Regions from separate parts of the Ovis aries genome. Here region 1 is linked to region 2. Evidence: chromatin contacts called from public Hi-C data. All regions are on one chromosome and are shown on one strand. The core of a region is the stretch at or near the end of the contact, and the rest is flanking DNA. Distances in the headings are between cores, read along the strand shown.

The links. Hi-C and Micro-C count contacts between places; a contact is called where the count stands out from the background.
Region 1: a contact with region 2 is called in a Hi-C map of tail adipose tissue, with 2.1 times the contacts expected there. The contact joins the enhancer-like site here to the promoter of FAM120A in region 2. A contact is called at or near these places in 4 of 16 Hi-C or Micro-C datasets (liver, mixed tissues and tail adipose tissue).

The regions. Positions count from the first base shown.
Region 1 is chr2:28,003,361-28,010,534 of ARS-UI_Ramb_v3.0, reverse strand. FAM120A (family with sequence similarity 120 member A) reads left to right here. Exons shown (of 18, transcript XM_015093026.3): 18 at 1-1,179. Among named protein-coding and RNA genes, the nearest start is that of PHF2, 12 kb to the right of the region's middle. Within about 2 kb of position 3,319, at least 53 of the 54 cell types and tissues checked have an H3K27ac peak or open chromatin away from gene starts, as enhancers often do. A contact at or near this core is called in liver and tail adipose tissue, where this site is marked.
Region 2 is chr2:28,122,776-28,130,416 of ARS-UI_Ramb_v3.0, reverse strand. It overlaps FAM120A (family with sequence similarity 120 member A), which reads left to right and starts at 2,824. Exons shown (of 18, transcript XM_015093026.3): 1 at 2,824-3,511. The coding sequence starts at 3,038.

The DNA.
Region 1 (7,174 bases), core at 2,070-4,569, 120 kb after region 2:
CACAAGAAAGCTTTGTCTAAGGCTTTGATTTTATGATTATGAAAGAAATAAGGCACAACCACAGTTTTTCTTTCTTACTTAAAATTCATCACTGTTGATGTGGTTCTTTTGTGTTAAGAAAAAAAGTGCAACTATCAGAACAAAAAATTATAGAGTAATATTGCCGTTCTGCTGATTTTAAATATACAGTACATCATACATACTTTACAAGCAAGTTAAATGGAGATAAAGTTGAAATCATAGAAGATGCAAATGACCTTTCAAAATCAACACAATGTGTTCTGAAACTTTTCGTGACTTAATACCATGCATCTGTGATCAATGAACTATGTGGTTTTGAATCGGATGTAGACCATTAGTGCTACTTACTTGAGCTAAACTTCTGCATGGTTCATAATTTTTAAAGTGTGTAGTTAATATTATGCATGTTATTGTCCTTTCTTCCATTCTTACCAGTATGTGCCCATTTGCAAAACAAAAATGCTAATAATCAGTAATAGTCCTATAAAAGATGTTAACTCTGTTTAGTCATTGACTGATCTTGCTCTAACCTTAAAATTTTGTGATTATTGACCTCTGTTGCATTTATTCTAAAACCCCCCAAATTATCTAGCTGTTTCAAATATCAACATTACCCTGGTGTATTCACTGCTGTATGCATTATTGTTCTTTGTTGCTGTTTTATGCCTTCATATTAGCAAAATATGAAATTCTGTGAAAAACAAAAAAAAATCCCTTTGATCTTTAAAAGAAAAAACAAAAAAAAAAACAACCCCCCCTTCTGTAGCAGGAAACAAATTGCTTGTTCTTGAGAACTTTCCCATCAAGAATTTAGTAGAAGCAGGTATACTTATATCATTTTGATGTTTTTGTTAATGTTTCCAAACAATGTACTTTGAAATCAGAATCACTTCTTATTCGTTTTCATATAATTCTCCTGATGCTCTTCATCACACATTAGTGATCAGAAATGAGATGTAATTCCCCAATCCCTGCCCGCAAGACCTGAGTAGGATCTTACTGTAAGTTGAAGGGAGTTTTGCCCTAACTCATGGATTGTGCAAGAATGAACTGCTGTTGGGTTTGACTGATTGTAGATGGGTTGTGGTGTGGTGTATCTGAAGGCTATTGAATGCAACTTACAATGCTTAATAAAAATCTTTATTCTTTTAGTATAAAGATGTTGTGGCTTTAAATTCTTTGTAAGAACATCCATTTTACTGAGGTTTAATGCCAATTGAAACAGCTACTAAAGAGCTTAGTCAAATAACCAAAATTTAGAAGTATTTTGCCCATTGCAAGTTAATTCCATTTCTTTCTCTAAAGGAACATGTGTTGCCAAAGTGCAAGTTATGTTGATGCTGATGCCTGAATTTCATAATTACAAAAAAGACATTCTTTGATAGAGCAGGCTTAGAAATAGAAATTTAAACTTAAAAAAAAAAAAAGCCCAAGGAAGAAATACATTTGATCTTGATTAAACCACTTTTTAAAAAGCCAAATCCATACTGTATTTGTTTAGTTTTTACTTGGTGCACTTTTTTTGCTCTAGCACGTTACATTTAGCTGTTTACATCTAGCACATTACATTTTTTGTTCTACTACGTTACATTTAGCTGTCATGTTTCCTTAGGCTCTTCATTGTGACAGGGTCTCAGACTTTGTTTTTGGTGACCTTGTGACAACCTTGAGGAGCAGCAAGATATTTTGTCAAATGTACCTTAACTGTTGTCTGATTTTTTTTTTTTTCCCCCCATGAATGGACTGGGGTAGGCTGTGTAAAATTAGCATTCCTTATCACCATTGATGGTGACCTTAATCAGCTGACTGAGTTAGTGTTGTCAGGTCTCCTCACTGTAAAGTTGGCCAGCCCCATCCCCTTTCCATGGGTTTCCCAGGTGGCCCTGGTGGTAAAGAACCCGCCTGCCAGTGCAGGAGACCTAAAAAATGCGAGTTTGATCCCTGGGTGGGGAAGATCCCCTGGAGGAAGGAGGGCATGGCAACCCTTTCCAGTATTCTTGCCTGGAAAGTCCCATGGACAGAGGATCCCTGTGGGCTACAGTCCATGGGGTCACAAAGAGTCGGACACGACTTAGCAGGCAAGTACTCCTTTCTGTACTGTACTCTGAAAGAGCCACCGTGTTTCAGCCTTCAGAGTGGGAAGTCATGCTTGAGTTATCTAGTAAACCATTTGGAATTGTGAGTGGCAAATTTGTCCCTTCTTTCATTTCTCCATATGTTTTTACGTCATCGAGTTCTGAGTGCTTAGCACCGAATGGCAGGCATTTAATGCATATTATTGGTCCTTGTGAACATCTACTGCAAACCTCTCAGGTTATAATATCTTAAATGATGATACTAAAATAGGACATGCTTTTTTAGAAGCACTACTCTAGGTTTTTTTTTTTTTCCAGATTCTTTAATGTTCACAACAGTGCTATCAGTATGACATTATCACCACCAAAGATGACTTTTAACTTATTGCAGGCCACACTGTTAGTGAACGGTGGAAACGGGATCTGAGTCTGTGCCCGTCCGAGCCTGTTCCCGGAGCCTTGCAGACACCCGGTGGTCTGTGAGTCCCTTCTCGGCTCCTCCTCCTCCGGAATCTTTTCTTCGGGCCTGGCGGGGAGGTGGGGCTGCGTCCCCGCCTCCACTGGGTGGGCAGGAGGGGAGGAGTCGCAAGGGAGAGTAGGAGCAGTGGGGAGGAGGAGCGATGTTAGAAGACTCGGTATCAAGAATACAGGGACTGCGGGCGCGCGCTCTGGACCTACCGCGCGGAACCCCGGGGCGGAGAGGGGCGGGCCGCCTCAGGGCCCCGCCCGCCCTCCTAGTCAGAGGAAGACGCTCCCGGGATGCGCGCTTCCGGCCTTGCGTGCAGCGGGGCGGGGCCGTGCGTGGGGCGGGGCGGGGAGGGGCCTTGGCAGGGTCGGCGGGTGCTGGCCTGTGCTGACTGCGCGCGCACCTCTCCCGAGTTTGGGCCCGCGTTCCGGTGCGAGCCTTTGCTTCTCCCTAGGCGAGGCCCGAGGCGACCGCTAGAAGCCGGGGAGGGCCGGTTCGGTATTTACACAGCGTGCACCGGGACCGAAATCCGCGCTCAGAGTGCCGACCGGATCTTCGGGGACCGCGAGGGTTGGGCCGGGGTTCCCCACACGGTCAGCACTCAAGTTCGTTCCTGGAATCCGATCGATCGCAGAAAACCCCTCCTGTCCTGGGGCTGGGCGCCGGCACCGCGTTCCCGATAGCCAGGGGCTCTGGGCTTCTGTGAGACCGACCGCGGTCCCTGGTCCCCGGTCCCCGGTCCCCGGGGCTGGCCAGGCACTGTCCTGAGCTAATCTGTTCCAGGCAAGCCCTGGTCCTGACGGGTGTACCGTTAACCCTATGCTCCTACAGACTGTGGCTCTGAGATTTGGAGGAAATAAAGGAAACACCCACACTTCCCTGACTCTTGTCTGGTCAGTCGTGCTGGCCCCACCATTCCTCAGGGACTTGGGTTTGAGCTCCTCTGCGTTCGTTTCGTGCTCTGTTCCACAGTACCAAGGGCCACTGTACGGCCCCCCGCCGCCCCCTCTCCCGGTTCCCCGTCCTTGTTAGTCCTCGTTTTGTGAGACACTGGGGAGCAGGGAGGGCTTCCGTTTTACAGAAGGACAGTTCCAGGGAGGACTCGTTATACGGCTCCCCTGACTCTGTACCCGGAGCACTTTTAATCCAGTGTCCATTGCAAACACCTGGCGAGGTTCTCTTCGAGGAGGGTTGTATTCTTAGTGCCACTGGCCTCTGCCCCCAGATGCCAGCGGTAGCTCCCCACCATGACAACTGCAACCCTTCCTTCCCCCCCGCCCCGCGTTTCTCCTCTCTGGAGCAGGTCCTCCCCACTGAAGAAGAACCCTGTGTTTTGGAGAAGGGAGAGGGGCAGGCCTAGGAAGCAAAGGGCTACTGAGGACCCCATGCTTTCTTGGGGATAGGCTAGCCGACTGTCCCACATCAAGAGTCACAGGGACGGCCTGCGTGGCATCCGGAGATATGCAAAGAGCCAACAGCTGTGGGTGGCCAAGCTGGGACTCAGGGCAGCTGGATTCTGATCCTGGCATTGACCCCTAGGCAATCCACACACTTTCCTAGGCTGACGGTTACTTTTCCCTTTCTTTCTTCTTGAAAAAACAGCTTCTACTGATTTTTGTATTTCAGTTGCTAAGTCGACCCCATGCACTGCAGCACTCCAGGCTCCTCTGTCCTCCAATATCTCCCTGAGTTTGCTCAGATTCATGTCCAATGAGTCAGTGATGCCATCTAACCATCTCATCCTCTGCCACCCTCTTCTCCTTTTGCCTTTAATCTTTCCCAGCATCAGGGTCTTTTCCAAAGTCAGTTCTTTGCATCAGGTGGCCAAAATACTGTTAATATGTTAATTACCATACTGTTAATTTTCAGCCTTTATCTTTCCTTTTTCCATGCAACGTATAATTTTTTTTTACAGAAAATAACAAAATCATCATATGTATTTTGTCACATTTTCTCCCTACCTAGAAAAATTTTATGGCTCTCTAACGTTTCATATTCTGCCATAGCCCCACAGTTCCATGGGTGGCTGCTCTGTGATATATCTGCTTGCCGAGTGTGGCTGGACATGGCTTTACTTTAGCATCCTCCAGTATTGATGGAGGATCTGTGTTGGGTACTGCCCTAGGCCTGGAGGCTCAAAGAGGGCAGCAAGCGCCCTACCTTTGAGAGCATTTACAACTGGGGACTGGGGGAAGTATACATATGTACAGATAAAAGTATGACAGAGAAGAAGATGAGGAAAATAAAATGGGGTGATGGTTGCATGGCAGGGAGGACCTCTGGGATGAGGAATGAGAAGGTTAATGGTCTGTGGAGAACACAGTCAGGCTTGAGCCCAGGGAAGGAAGTAATGTATGCAGAGGATCCATGAGTGAGGGGGAAGAGTAGCGCTGCAGGGTGAGTGTTCTGGGCACGCTGGTGGCCCTTCGGAGGTTGTGACCAGTCTCCAGGTGGTCACAGCCTGGGAGGCATGCAAACCCTACAGGTGATTAGCATTTTACCAAAAGGACTGCCTAAGGTGGGAAGTGAGGGCTGGTTGTCTTGGTCCTTGGTGTTGGCCAGACCCTGACTCTTTGCTAGAATGATGCAGAAGATGGATTTCTGGTTTTCATCTGCATTGCTTTGATTGCCAGCAATCAAAGGTTTACTCTGCCCTCAGTTTACCATTTTCTAATTGTCAAAAGAATGTCTAATGTCGTGGCTCTTTTATGATTCTAAAATGCCAGGCCAAGGCAAGAATTTTAAGAAATAATTCACCATTTGTACCCTTATCCATACAATCACCTGTAAGGACAAAGGGAGTTTCAGACACCTCCCTCCTCACCCTCCCTCTCATACTTGGCCTCAGAGAGAGTGTGTTGGTACACTGGGTACCAGTTCTTTCCTGATGTAGCTCTCGCTTTCAGGGAACTTATTCTACCCTCAAAATTTCCTGAGAATTACTAAATTTATGTAGTCATTTAGTCCTTAATCCCCACTTGGTAGAGTGACCCTTGCAGAGGCCACTTTGCCTGGAGCCCTGTCTTTGCCCTCCCTATGTGGCCCAGGCTATTGAATGCTTGTCCTGTGCTCCTTGTCCTGTTGGCTGCTGTAGACAGCCTGGGCCACAGGTGACCAGTTGGCCTGTACACAAGGCTACAATAGCTCTGCACTAGACACCACTCCAGTACTCTTGCCTGGAAAATCCCATGGACGGAGGAACCTGGTAGGCTGCAGTCCATGGGGTCGCTGAGAGTTGGACACGACTGAGCGACTTCACTTTCATGCACTGGAGAAGGAAATGGCAACCCAATCCAGTGTTCTTGCCTGGAGAATCCCAGGGACGGCGGAGCCTGGTGGGCTGCCATCTGTGGGGTCACACAGAGTTGGACACAACTGAAGCGACTTAGCAGCAGCAGCAGCAGCAGATGCTTTACCTTGTGCTATGGGCTGGACTGTGTCCCTCCAAGTTTCATATGTTGGAGCCCTAAACCCCAGTCCCTCAGAGTGGGACATCATTTAGAAATAGGGATGTTGTAATTAGTTAGGTTAGGATGATGTCATCCTGGAGTGGGGTGAGTCCTAACCCAACAAATCTGTTGTCTCTATAAAAAGGGGAAATTTGGACACAGAAACAGACACCCACAAAGGAACACAACGATATGAAGTCTGGGCGAATGCTACCAAAAGCCAAGAAACTACCAGAAGCTGGAGAGAAGCCTAGAACAGACCCTTCCTGGGGCCTTCAGAGGCAGCATGGCCTTGTTGACACCTTGATCCCAGACTTCTGGCCTCTGGAACCCTGAGACAACACATTTCAGTGGTCCTAAGTCACCCAATGTAGTACCTTGACAAGGAAGCCCCAGGAAGCTGATATACTCTGCATGCTGCTGTCCTGGTAAGTGCAAACTGTGCTCTGTCCAAGGGTCTCTGAAACCATGAGGGGAACTCCACCATCCCAGACCCTTAGTTGGGTGTGACTTAGCTCTGCGTGTTGTGTTTCTTTTTTCTCGACACCCAGAACAGTGATGGGAAATGGCCCAGTCAGAGCTGAGTGTAAATGGTTCCACTTCGAATGAACCTGCCTGTAGCAAGAACTATGGTCCTGCTTCTCAGGCAGGCAGAGGCTAATTTCAGGCTGAAGATCTTAGGTCTTTCATGCTTAGAGAGATTCCTGGATCTCTACTGGACTCTTTATCCATCTGTTGGTCATCTGGCTGCTTGAAGGCTCAGCCATGAGTAGAATAGAGACCTCTCCATGCTCTGTTACTTCCTCTGAGTGGACAGTCATGTGGAAATGCAATGAAAAATTAAACCCATGTGAAAATGCAATAGCAATGATAATACACTCTATGAAGGAAAATGCAGAGGAAAGTAGGAACTTAACTATGATGGAGGAGGGCATCAGGGAGTCCTCTGAGGAGTGATGTGGAAACCAGGTGGGAATTACCCAGATGAGCTTGAGCTTCAGGGTGGGTATCCTGGCTGGCCTTAGCCTGCTGTGCCTGGCAGGCACTGGCACCCATGGTAGACCTAGCCAGACCTATTCACACCACCTCTTGGCATTTTTGCATGTCCATTCCTGCAGACCTGACTAACCCAAGTGTGGGCTATAGGACGGCCACCTTGGTCC
Region 2 (7,641 bases), core at 1,575-4,074:
GAAGATATTATAATTTTATTAAATTTTAAATACAGATGTTTGTTTTTACCTTGACACTTAAAAATTTTAGCTTCAACCAACTTCTGAATTTGAAGATTATATAAAATATGGGTCAGCCAAACATTTTGCCAGCCACTAATAATGTTACTCAAAACATAAGAGAGTTTTTTTTAAAAAATGGGAACATATACTTAAATAGGGGAAATAACCCTAAATGAATTTATACTTACGAAAATGAATTTTAAAGTTTCAAAAAGTAAGATAACTGTTACATGTTCTCAAAGATAAAGTTGATACAATTATGGGACGTGGAAGTAATAGTTATAAAAGTCAACATTTATTGAAAATTTGCAAGCATACAAATTATCTCATTTAATCCTTATAAAAATCTGGAAGGTAAGTACTATTAACACCCTCATTGTACACATGAGAGAAACCAAGGTTTTAAAAGCTTAAGTAATTTACTCAAGGGCCCAGAGGTAGGACCAGACAGATTTGGTAATCTGATTCCATAACCTTAGTCCTTTATACTGCCTTAAAGTGAAAATAAATTAATTCTCAGAACCCCAGACACTGGCACCAAAGTATTTAAAAGCAAGCATATTTAAAAGAAAACAAAAACAGTACATAGATGAGTAAATATGGAACACAGTGCTATACATTCAATTACAACGACTGATTAGAACTACTACTCCTAAACCCGTGAGCCTACAGTAGATTATAGAAGGACATTTGAATATTTTGGATGTCAGTATTTAATGTGGCTTTAAATGACTAACTGTATTTCTAAATAACATATGATCCTGGCTTCATCACTAACTTTGTATATGAGTGGCTTAACTTCCAAAATCTGTTTTTTTTTAAATTAAACACATTTATCAAGATACTAAGAGCATTTTACTGATGTATGTATCATACTGGCCTATACTTGAGGTGAAGTTATAAGAAATGAAAAAACTCAACTTGCCTTTTTAGGGACAATAGAGTATGGAGGCTTCTTGGAACCTCATGGGTGCAGGCTCCATCTGCTCTGTACCTGCTGTCTGGGCCTGCTCCTCTACAGAGGTTTCTCCAGAAAAGAAAAGGACAGGAGAGTTGGAGGTAAGTAAAAACACCACTTCCAAACTCCTAAGAGTTCTGAGTTTATAAATGCTTTATTCTATAAGACATTAACCTGTTTTAAAAAACATTTTCATGATGCATAATATATTTGCAGTATTAACCTCATTTAAAAAGTAATTACTGCAGAGCTCTGGGACAGAAGTCCTGAAAGGACCTCATTTCAAAAGATGCTACTAGAGCAAGAAGGATTTAAACCATTTTCCTTAGGAGGGGCTGCACAGTCTCCAGAAAGAGAGAGTTAAAGATAGATATTTCACAGTTGGAACCAAATAGAAAGGAGGCATTTCACGTGCTGTAACAGAGCTACTGTTTTTAAAGTTTCTTTGGTGATATCTGACACTAAGGCTACTTGTATATTACACTATAGATTGTCATTTCAGTGTCTGGGCCATGAAATGTTACTACTGTGAAAACAAAAAAGCAGAGCCTTCAGCTCCTTCAGACAGTGAAAGCACTTTGAAAAGTGGGCTGAGTCAGATCTATCTGAAGGGAGATCTGCTACCTCAAAGGGAACGGCCAATGAGGGTTCTGCTCACATGGCTTTTAGATTTATGCCAAAAAAAGCAGTGAAGCAGTAAACCCAGCAGGCAGTGGGGTCAACCTGCCAGTTTTCCAACTTCCTCAGAATTACCACCCTACTCCTTGTGAACAACCGAAACTGGAGAGTTATTTCCCAAGTTAAAGATACCGATGCAATTAAGTTGAGAGAGCCGGTGATCACTTCCAAAACCCGGTAACTACACTTGGGCACACAGCGCAGAAACTGATTCCTTTCTCCGTTTGGGACTTCTGCTCACTCCTCCCCCTAGATACATCCCGACTTTCAGTTTCTGACCACCTTTCCCTCTGCAGCCGCCTCGGCCGGGGCACTGGTCCCACCTTGGGATGACTGGCCCTGTGGGACCAGGACGGGATCTCTTTGGGGTGATCAGACCCCAGGCATTAGGCCTTCTCAGATGATTGGCTCTCAAAACGTACGCTGCCTCCTCGAGGTGACGAGATCCCAAGATTGGGTTGAGGCCTTCTCAGGGTGACCAGCTCCTGGGGATGGAACTTGGGACTCCTCAGGTGGCCGGCTCTCGAGAATAAGGCCTTCTCGGGGGTGACCAGGCACAGGGACAGGAAAGGGCCTCCTCTGGGTGACCGGTCCTTGGGGACGAAACAGGGCCTCTTCGGAATAACGGGACCCGGGAAGAAGATGGGGCTTCCTTAGGGTGACTGACTTCCGGGATGAGGCTCCTTTCATGGTAACCAGATCCGTAGGTCCGAACGCGGCCTCGTTGAGGTGACCGGCTCCGATCGCGGACGGGGACAGGGCTGCCTGACCGGCTTCCGGGGATAAGGCCGTCCCGGGGTGGCCAGATCCTGGAGCCGGGGATGTGGTCCTCGGTGACCAGCTCTGGGAGACCAGGAAGGGGACGAGATGAAGCTACCGCCCCGACGTCTCCTGGGAACTCGCGCAGGCACAGCGGCCCGAGAGCTCCTTTTCCTGGGCTGGGCCTCGCGGACTCTGCCAGGGCTGGGACCGAAGTTCGGAGCTGGAGCCCGAGTCCTGCGCCGCCGGGAACCGGCCCCTCTTCTGGTTACCAGCCCCTCAGTTCGCAGCACCGCCTCTTCCGCCCTTTCCGCCGGCCCGCGTACGTCAGCTGGCGCCGCCCCGCCCCGCCGCCGCCCGCCCGCCCGCCCGCGCGAGGCCGCCTCAGCTTGGCCTGGGCCTGGAGCGGCGCACGGCGCAGGTCCCTCCCCGCCATGGCCCTGGGAGGCGGCAGCACATGGCGGCCGCAGCGGCCATGAGCGCGCCCGCGGCTCGGCCCGGCCCCCCCTAGAGCCCGCCGCCCCGGCCCCGGCCCGCGCCACGGCCCCGCCGCCCCCGGCCCCGCCGCCCCGCCGCCCCGCGCCCGCCGCTGCCGCCGCCATGGGCGTGCAGGGCTTCCAGGACTACATCGAGAAGCACTGCCCGAGCGCCGTGGTGCCGGTGGAGCTGCAGAAGCTGGCCCGGGGCAGCCTGGTGGGCGGCGGGCGGCAGCGGCCCCCGCACACGCCGCTGCGCCTGCTGGTGGACGCCGACAACTGCCTGCATCGCCTCTACGGCGGCTTCTACACCGACTGGGTGAGCGGCGGCCAGTGGAACCACATGCTCGGCTACCTGGCCGCGCTAGCCAAGGCCTGCTTCGGCGGCAACATCGAGCTCTTCGTCTTCTTCAACGGCGCGCTTGAGAAGGCGCGGCTGCACGAGTGGGTCAAGCGGCAGGGCAACGAGCGCCAGACGGCGCAGCAGATCGTCAGCCATGTCCAGAACAAGGGCACCCCGCCGCCCAAGGTCTGGTTCCTGCCGCCCGTCTGCATGGCGCACTGCATCCGCCTGGCGCTCATCCGCTTCCACGTCAAGGTGCGGCCAGCCGGGCGAGCAGGCGGACTGGGGTCCGCGTGGGCCGGGGGCGGGGTTGGAGACCGAGGCCGGGCGTAGGTCTGCGTGAATTTAAGCGGTCGCTTGAATTTGAGGGAGGGTGGGTCGGGGTTAGACTGGAGTTTGGGGGACCAGGGATGGGCCAGGGGTCTGGGCCTGAGTCCGGGTTTGGGGTTTGGGGCCAGGGGCCAGGCCTGGGTCGGAGTCTGGAATTCGGTTGCGGTCTGGGTCTGGGCAGGCCAGGGTCTGAAGTTGGAGTTGGGTCGGGTTTGAGGGTCTGGGCGCGGGGGACCGCAGGCGCCTCTCCCCTCCAGGTCTGACCTGCTGCAAAATGGACGCGCCGCCTGGAGCCCGGCCGGCTGCCGAGTGCCCGGGGTCTGGGAACCTCGGCTGCACCAGGCCGACCGAGAACCGTAGGACCAGCGGATAACTGCAAGCTTGGAAGGTGCAGTGGCACTCGCTGCGATCCCGAGTATTCCTCCACACTTTGAAGCAGGCATAATACTAACCTGAACTTTTATGAGATGCTGGTTTTCGATTTTGGAAGGCTTGAACAGCAACAGGTTTTTTGTGGGAGCAAGTGAACTAGATGGCGACAGGAAGGGGTCTCCAGCCACTGCCTACTGCTGTCGCCCTGGTTCGACCTGGGCAAGGTCTGTGGAGTTGGCTTTCTCTTGAGAACGCAGGGCTAGGTCCAGGTTCCCAGTAAGGTAACAGTATTTAGAGAAATCGTCGGATTTTTGTGTGTTGGGTTTCAAAGAATCATGGGATATTGTCAGTGCTATGATTTAGTTTGCTTGAAAAAGTCTTTGGTTCTGTGTGTCTGATGTGAAAAGAGTAGTCCAGGATCAGGCAAAGTCAGTGAATTAGTTTCCAGGATTTATTTCTCTCTGCACAGTAAGAACTCCACCACTTTGGGCTGTGCACTCAGGTAATCAGAGCTTTGGCTGTCCAGCATTCTGCTCTCCTTTTGGCAGAGGGCTCCTCCCTGAACTCAGGCCAAGGAGTGCTTCAGGACCTAGTAGCCAGGGTAGAGATAAGATGCAAACCAGTGACCCTTGACTTGAGTTTTGATTGCCTCGTTTTTCATTGTTCTTTTACAGTTCTTAGGGGGAGGCTGTTTTATTTTTCTGAGTTTGGCCACTCTGCCTTCCAGTGTCTTTGTTATTCCTTTATTTCTGCTTGAACTGTGCTTGATCCCAAAGTTTGTGAAATTCGAACTTCCTGACTGCTCTTGCCTGTGCTGAGATGGTGGTGGTTAAGCCTAAAGTGATAGCGGAAGTCCCACCCAGATCCTAATGCAATTGGTGACAGGGTTTCTAAGTCTGCGGGTCGAGGCTGCTGGAAGAGCTGCGATTGGTCTGTGAATATGGCAGAGACCTAGCCTGCGTCCCTGGGGAAGATCGGGTGAGAGCAAGGGACTGCTGCTGGCATTTTCTGCCCTGGAGCCTGGGCTCTCTGAGAAGTAAGACAGTGTAATTCCCTGATGTGATTCACCTCCAGAAGATGCTTTGAGTGTTAACACTTTTGTCTTGTGCAAAGATGGAAACTACTTACTACTGAAAAGACTACTGAAAAGAGCTTTTTAGTCAAATGGCTTTCAAAGGAACATCATAAATTTTACTTAGGATTAGATTCAGTGTTTGTACATGGTCTCTATCTTTTGAAAGAACTGCTGTATACTTTTTTAGTTGTAAAATTTCTTGATACTTGTCTTTGCGCCCCTGTAAATGTCTCACCTGCTGGGTGCTTAGAATTTTGACCAATGTGTGAGTAAGAAACTAGAATTAGGAGCATAACTTCCATTTAGGTTTCTGGACTCAAGATATAATTGAGTGTATAATCACTTTGCTTTAGATAAACTTTGAATTCCTGATATAGAATCACAATATAATGTTAATTTTACAGTTTAATATAGTAATGACTCAATTCCCTGGTGTACACTTACCAGGCAGGCTCACCTTTTTGGAAAACACCTAAGAAATTTAGCTGCTAAAAATTTCTCAGCAGCCAAATGAGAGGTCAGGAAGTTTTGATATAGTGATCCGAAAAAAAAAAAAAGCTTTCTGTTTCCTCATTGAAGAATCAACTTTTCTCCCTTGTAGACTGCCCTCTCGTTTTCAGATGTAATTCTGATAAGCTTAGTTACCTGTTTCTAAAGTCAGCTTGAGAAAAGGGTGCAGAGGAAAGTCTGCCATAGGCAAGCACACCATTAATAGCAAGAAGTGACACTTTACAAGGGAGAAGATAGAAAATGCTGTAAAAAGCACACGTAATTCTGGGGCATCTTTAGAAACAAATAAAACAACCCTATTTCAGTAGCCCCTGAGGGGTAGTATGGTTTACTCCATGGGAATGGTTTGGGGGAAAATGTATGTCCAGCATTCTTTCAGGAAGTGAAACAGCATGTACTGTTTTATAGAAAAATGCCTATTAAAATGGTTAAGTGAATTAAAACCATGATGGCATATCACTACATACTTGTTAGAAATGGCTAAAATAAGTAATTCCGGCAATGCCAGAATGCTGGCAAGAATGCTGAGCAACTGGAATCGTCCCACATGGCTGGTGGGAATGTAAGATGGTATGCCACCCTGAAAGATAGCTCCCTTAGTTTCTTATAAGATGGGTTTACCATATGATCCAGCAGTTGTACTCCTGGGTGTTTTCCTAATGAAACTATTACTCACAGAAAAACTATATTTGATTGTTCATAGTAGTTTTGTTCATAATAGCTCAAACTGGAAACAACCAAAATATCCTTTAAGAGGTAAATAGGCTATGGTACCGTGTAATACTGCTTAGCAGTAAAAAGGGAGAAACTACTGATACACACAAGGAAGCCAGGCTCAAAAGGTATGATTCTATTTATATTACATTCTCTTGCAGATAAGGCTGTAAATGGGGACCAGATGACAGGTTACATGAAGGTGTGAATATAAAGGGACAACAGGGGGGAGCTTTTTGAGGTGATGGAACTGTTCTGTAGCCTGATGGTTGTGGTGGTAGCATGTTTTAAAAGTGTAGCGCTATATATCAAAAGTAAATAAAAGTTAATTTTGTTGTATAATTTTTTTTTAATTAAAGGTTAAGTAAAAATTGGCAAAGCAATTTACACAAGCATCTCACCATATATAATGTTGGGCATATGAAGCATTTTTCTTATAAAAATCTACCATTGTATTGGCCTTCTCCAGGGTTCTGTAAACTGGCAGAAAGGCTTAATTTCCTGTCAGCTTTGCTTTGAGAAATCTTTTTTGGCTTAGAAGAGTATGTCTTCACTAGAGTAATAATTGTATTTCTTTAACCATTAGAGGTTGGCCCACACATCAGCTAATTTTGTTCAGGTCATTAAACTGCCTGGCCTGAATTTGGCTTCTGTTCGTTGTGAGGAGCATTTCCTCTTGTGTGCCTTGAGTCATCATAACCTTTGAAACTTAGTGAGGACTGATGTTTACTTAAAAATCTTGGTGGCATTAAGTTCCTGGAACTTTCCTAAATGTTTCTGCCTCAAGACTTGTGGTGGTGTTGGTGTGCAGGTTTATAATGAAGTCCTTGTGTATTCACTGAGATCTCACATAAAGCAAAGCTGGTGTTTTAAGTCACTGGAAGAATGTGAGGTTAGCCTGTGGCCTGAGATCTTGTGGCGATGCTCCTTCTTTGTGTCGGTGATGGGGGTAGAGGGACTACTCTGTAGGGAGTTCCATGCTAGGTTCTCTCTCATGGCACTGTCTCCTTTAGCCCTCAGTGTTTTGTTGCTAATTTTATATGGCAAGAAATGGGATTGCTGATTGAGCAGTGTCTGGGGAAAGGTAACCAGTAACCTCTTTAAGAGGGAAGTAGTGTGCTGAAGTCAAAGTTCAGTTTCATTGTGTAAGAATGCTATAGGGGTGTGCCTACCCGCAGTTCACTCTCAGGTCAGAGCTGATAGCAAAAATGCAGCTCTGGATAGCACAGTTTCTATCTAGGAGACACTGAAAACTTGCAATATGCTTTTATTCTTAAGGAGCACTGATAGATCAGGGAATACTTAGAATTCTGAGTTGACCACATTATAAGTCAAACCAGCCATCCATTTAAAATACTCATTTAAAAATATCTGTGTTCTTCAA